2 separate regions of the Danio rerio genome follow, and region 1 is linked to region 2. Evidence: chromatin contacts called from public Micro-C data. All regions are on one chromosome and are shown on one strand. The core of a region is the stretch at or near the end of the contact, and the rest is flanking DNA. Distances in the headings are between cores, read along the strand shown. Region 1 holds the start of cyp27a2 (cytochrome P450 family 27 subfamily A member 2). Region 2 holds the start of pimr71 (Pim proto-oncogene, serine/threonine kinase, related 71).

Region 1 (3,104 bases), core at 577-3,076, 67 kb after region 2:
TGCGCTCTGCAAGTCGACATCGCCTGTTTGAGACTTCAGGGTTCGAGCAATCATTTCTTGAAACGGCGCATATTTTCTACCAATCTGAGCTGCGAGACGATCAGCTTTAACCAGAGCAGAAATCAGCATGTTGACGACTGGTGTGTGTCGCAGAGGATCTGAACTGGACTGTCTCGCACTTGCAGAGAGATGCCTCCTATCAAACTCTGGGCGGGTTTTTCGGCTGTGTGTCAAAACTATGAGCATATCTCGACGACATTGTGCAACGCAGACACATTTCATATCCTAACATGTTTATTAGTAGTTCACACGGTTTTAAGAGGCCCCGGTAGGGTCTGAAAGAATGTAACGTTAGCTGTCAGTAATCTAAAGTCGTCAAGCTAGTGAGGCAGGCTAAAGCAAAGAAAATTCGCGGATGTTTATATGCCCCCTTCTGACCCCCTAAATGTGGAATGCGGAATGATGGATCATTGTATAAACTGCATTACGTTTATACTAGACTAAACAACAAATGATTGGTGCGTTTTACCGCACAATCATTCTGTATGCATGACACAATCAACTGCACGCACAGGGAAACAAGTACCGTTGCTGCGTCCCAATTCGCCTACTTCACTACTCGCCCAATTTGCCTAAAAGTGTGTAGTGTTTCGTGAAGAAAACGAGCATATTTTACGTTTGAGTGTGTTTAAGAGTACGCAAGCGGGGACATAAGTTACTACTGCGTCGTTTTACCACGAAGCTTATGTAGCTTAGTCCTGTCAATCTTCTTGTGACATCAACTACATTTATTTCATATTTAACTTGGTACCATGAGGAGACACAGCAGCAGGTTAATCTGTCATTCGCGGGTTTTTATGCTGCAAAATCTCCTCAGGTGTTTGTATGGATTAATAAATCACTGACCAAACACATCTTTAGAAGTTAACATTGCTATTGCAGATTATATATAACAAAAATACGTGAAATAAATAGTTTATATTAGGTTATATAACATTTAACGATCGTTGAAATATTTTTTTAACAAAGCCTCCCTACTCCGTCGTAGGTTTGGTTTCGCGCGTCCACCATTTTTGTAGTTTGTTTTTTATTCACGATTGTAGTTCTAATGTAAAAACGGTTTAGTTGAAACAATTAAAACAGTTTTTTTTACACAAAACATTTCTTATTCTGTTGAAATATGACCCTACTGTTTCAACGTTTCATGTTAGCCTAATAACAATTCAACGGAGAGTAATTTAATAACATTAACATTAATTAAAATAATGATTGTATCATATTTTAGATTAAAAAATATTTATCCTTTGTTCATTTTGAAACATTTTTTAACAATTCTGAACAATAGCAGGCTTTACAACTGTAGACAAAATTATCCCCAAACGCAGCTTCATAAAAGTTAACGTTGCAGATGAAATATAACGCAGAAAACAGGGAATTATAAGTTTCCATTATTTTATACTATAATCAAAGATGCCCTATAAATTACTGCATTGGTTAAATAAGTTAAATTGTTCTCTGATATCTTTGATTTGCCATATTTTAAAGCTATGGTCAAAGAAAACAGCGCCAGGAATTATTATCAATGCTGCATGAATAAGATGAGTTGAGTGATTTGACACGATTTAGCAGACTACACGTGTTTGTTGAAACACATGCATCAAATTTCACAATAAACACTATACATTAACAAAAGAAGTAACTAAACATACCTTATGCCTTTCCAGAGTTTAGATGAATAAATGTATAATCAGTAAATCTTGGATTTGGTGTCCTGAGGCCAGTTTAAACGTGCCTCGTGCTGTCTTTGCCTAGCAACAAACAGTAAACAAATTCGCGCTCGCGTTTTCAAAATAAAAGTTCCACATACACAGTGAAATAAACGCTTAAAAATAAGGGAGAAAAAGTCTCATTGTTGTCTCACTGACTAAAAAACGTTGCTTATCAGTGCTGCATGAAGCGTGCATATTAATGATCTCAGAGCTTAATGACATGGCTGCTCGCCAGGTCCGGATGAATGACCTAAAGTAGGCATACATGGAAGAGCAGAGTCTCATTACAGTATGTTTTGTCTTCTGTTTGGCATGTTGTCCATTTTGGTTTTACACTTGTGGAATTACATGAAAACAAGGATGTCTGAGGCTCACAGTAAACCCATTTCCATAAACTGATCCTTTATTATTCTACTGCTTTGGTTTACCTAGATTTTCATTATAGGCCAAATATAATGATCATTGAAATGTTTTTTTTTTCACCAAAGCCTCCCCACTCATTCGTCAATTTCCCCCATACACCCTAGTTTGTTTACACTTTTTACCCATGTTAGTAGTTCTATTCAAACTCTAATACAAATTACTGTAATAGTTGTATAAAACTCCTTTTGTTAAACAAAACATTTCTTATTCGGTTTAAATATGAACCTACTGTTTCAAAACGTCATGTTAGCCTGCTAACATCATGTTGTCTTCATCCAACTTAGAGTGAAAATGTTAATAAAAATGATCAATTTTAGATGAAATCTACTTAGCCTTTATTCATTTTAAAACCTTTTTTAAACAAATCTTAACAATATAGGCTATATAATTGTAGACAAGAATCATCCCCAAACACATCTTTATAAAAGTAAACATTGTTGTTGCAGATGAAATATAACTTAGAAAACAGGAAATTGTTAGTTACATTAGGTTATATAATAATTAACTATCATTAAAAATTTTTTTTACCAAAGCCTCCCCATTCATCCATTGGTTTCGTGCGTCTGCCATGTTTGCAGTTTGTTTACACCATTTACCCATGTTTGTAGTTCTAATCGACTTTACATTCTAATCAAATTAATGTAATAACTTTTTAGTTGAAGCAATTAAAACTAATTTTAAACAATATTCTGTTGAAATATGACCCTACTTTTTCAACAAGTCATGTTAGCCTACTTACAATCCAACGTAGAGTAAGAACATGAATAAAAATATAATTATCATATTTTAGATTAAAAATATTTAGCTTTTGTTTATTTCGAAACATTTTTTAACAATTCTGAACAATAGTAAACTGTACAACTGTAGACAAATTGATTAACCAATCTGTGAAATTAGTTATTTTTTCCAAAT
Region 2 (2,998 bases), core at 133-2,632:
GGCAAACAAAATGTCCAAACAAAAGATTGTCAGCAGAAAAAGCTAACAGATAAATAAGTACAAATGATGCGTGCAAAATTCTCCAGCAGGAGTCAACGTTAAAATGTTGCACTACTACATGCAAACCACTAGGTGTCAGATTACCCAGGATGGTACTTGTTACACTGTTACAGGATATTTTACCAAATCTTTGTCAAGACACTAGTGTTTAGCTTAAAGTGCAGTTTAAAGGTTCAATTATGTACATGTTATGGCAATTAGGCAAGTCATAGTATAATGGTGGTTTGTGCTGTGGACAATCATAACAATATTGCTAAAGGAGGCTAATAATATCGACAGTAAATGGTTTAAATTAAAACAGATTTTATTCTAGCTGAAATAGAATAAATAAGACTTTCTCCAGAGGAAAAAAATATTATAGGAAATACTGTGAAAAATTCATTGCTGTTAAACCTGTATATGACTTGAACAACAATACTATTTACAGAATGAGACCTACAAATATAACCTTAGGTAACTCTCAAAATGCATAATTGAAATGATCGGGGATTATTATATTCATTTGAAGAATTTACGTTTACTTTGTGATTGAATAATTCATGCATCAGAGGGTTAAACACAAGACAAAACAATGAAACATTTACTCTTGACAGAAAACAAAGAAATGCCTGTGTAATCTGTGTCTGTTGAGGTATTACTTAAAAGCATAGCTCAATCAAACCGTTTCACGCAAGAGAAGATACTTTGAAGAAAGCTGCAAACCTGTAACCATTGACTTCTATAGTGTTTGATTTTATAGAAGTCAATACTTACAGGTTTCTTCTCCTGCTTTCTTCAAAGTATCTTATTTTGTGTTCAACAGAATAAAATAAACTCATAATGTCTGAAACCGAACAAAGATGAGTAAATAATGAGTGACTGTTCGTTTTTGAGTGAACTATCCCATTAATAGCAAAATCAGTAATTTGGCTAGTATCATCCTTGATAAGATTTATTTTAATTTGTGATAAAATTAAAAATAGAGGACAGTTAAACGACACATCACAGACTTTCAATGTAAACATATGCTATCCATAAAATTCAGTGTTAAAATTATTTTATCATTAAAAATAAATCAGCTTCTTTAGTTTTTAGTCTCATAGTCGTTTTGTCCTTGTCTAAATATAAAATCACTGAAGTGCAAAACAAAATATCAATTTCAAAATCCAGCCAACCTTTAAAGGTAAATAAATACAAAAAATAAAGTTATCAGTTATTATACATGCGCTTTATAGTTTTGGGTCTTTTTATTGCTAATGAACTTTGAGTCTGGAAATAAGTTTTGAATTAAACTGAACAAACCATAAAACAATAAATAAACCATGTTCTTTTCATAGTAGGCCCATTTTTAATAAATCTATACTCTCATCAAGGCACCAGTTGTTTTTACTGAACTTAACTTAAACACTTTGATTATAATAAAAGTATAAATTACGGTTTAAATTACTAACAAAACGTAATGAAACAAAGTCAGCACTAACTTACCTCTAATACAAAGTGCTCAGCACATACAGTATCAGGACACCCCACACAAATCTCTCATTTAAATGAAAATTTATATAGAAAGCTTTATAATATTATATCTGTGCATGTACACTAGTTTAGTCTGCACTGAAGCTAAATCTGGAGCTAATCTAAGAAACAGGGTTTCTGCAGGTTTCACTAATTTTAGACACATAAAAAACAAAACGCATAGAAATGTGAAATCAAATGAGCCAGATATAAAATATTTTTATTATAATTAAATACATTTATTAATACAATAATAAATTAATAATATTTGTTTTATATTTTAGATATTTCTTAGCAAAATTATTTAAATATTGTAAGAAGCCAGGTCTACTTGTATCATACTTTTTTCCAACATAAACTTTCTTTAAAAAAAAAGAACAAAAAAAAAAAAAAAAAAAAGAACAAATGTTTTAAAAGCTTTATTGAGATGGATTGCTGCTGATTGTATGAGTTTTGGCCATACTGGGTAGGAATACATATTAAATATATTTTTAAAAATATTCGTTTTAAAATATTCTGCGTTGAAATAATAGTAATTTAACCAAATTAATAAATTTTATTTAATTAATAAAAACAAACTTTTTTCAGTAAGGGACAACAAATTATTGTTTTGTTGATTCAAAAAGTGTTGGCTGAAATCATAGTTAGCTATAAATCCACATTTAATACACAAAATGACCACGAGGTGGCAGGGTTTCTTATTTTGTGACTGTTTTGCAACAAACGAAAGCTAAAAAATGTTTAATTGTCAGGATTAACGAACGTTAGCCAGTTTGTACGAAAGCCATTCAGTTTAACGCTCTAGCACTTCAGCACCAGACTTCTCAAACTGTGGTACATGTACCTGGGCTTCCTTCTAGTGGTACGCGGATGAATCAAATATGTCATATGAACATGCTACATACATTTAAATAAATGATCCAAAATGATTTATATATGAATATGATGACACAAAGCCTATATTTATGAGGGCTAGGTGCTGATAAACATGGAGTTTTTTCTTTTTTACTTTTTAAGAACAGTAACCTACCATTTTTAACTTTTAAAAGCACATTTTAAATTAAATGTTCTTAATATTAGGAACTAACATGCCTCGTTTTTGAACTGTACAGAGCTTTAGCTGCTTTACTGGACCTAATACGCTACTGTATTTCTATACTATACTATACTATACTATATTTATATACTACTCATTATGGTGGTACTTGCAAAAACAACTTTTTTCTGAGGTGGTACTTGAAACACAATTGAGAACCACTGCTCTAAACAACATGTTTTACTTATTTAATTAGCTGTCACTTTGTCTGTTAATATATTGGATAGAATACTGCATTGAATTCCCTCAACATAATATGTTATTTTGAAATGGAAAAACTGCAACCTGCTCATAGACAAGACAATGATGTTAATGTCATGAAAAAGCTGAATGTTTTCAGTTATCCTGCTA

Evidence for each region. A called contact is a pair of places that touch in the nucleus more often than the background predicts.
Region 1: a contact with region 2 is called in a Micro-C map of caudal fin, with 11 times the contacts expected there. The contact joins the promoter of cyp27a2 here to the promoter of pimr71 in region 2. A contact is called at or near these places in 2 of 18 Hi-C or Micro-C datasets (caudal fin and an unstated tissue) and 1 of 4 datasets of contacts at active chromatin or transcription factors (caudal fin).

The regions. Positions count from the first base shown.
Region 1 is chr6:10,455,816-10,458,919 of GRCz12tu, forward strand. cyp27a2 (cytochrome P450 family 27 subfamily A member 2) reads right to left here and starts at 1,827. Exons shown (of 12, transcript XR_012407640.1): 1 at 1,710-1,827; 2 at 1-6.
Region 2 is chr6:10,388,812-10,391,809 of GRCz12tu, forward strand. pimr71 (Pim proto-oncogene, serine/threonine kinase, related 71) reads right to left here and starts at 1,383. Exons shown (of 7, transcript XM_021474061.3): 1 at 1-1,383.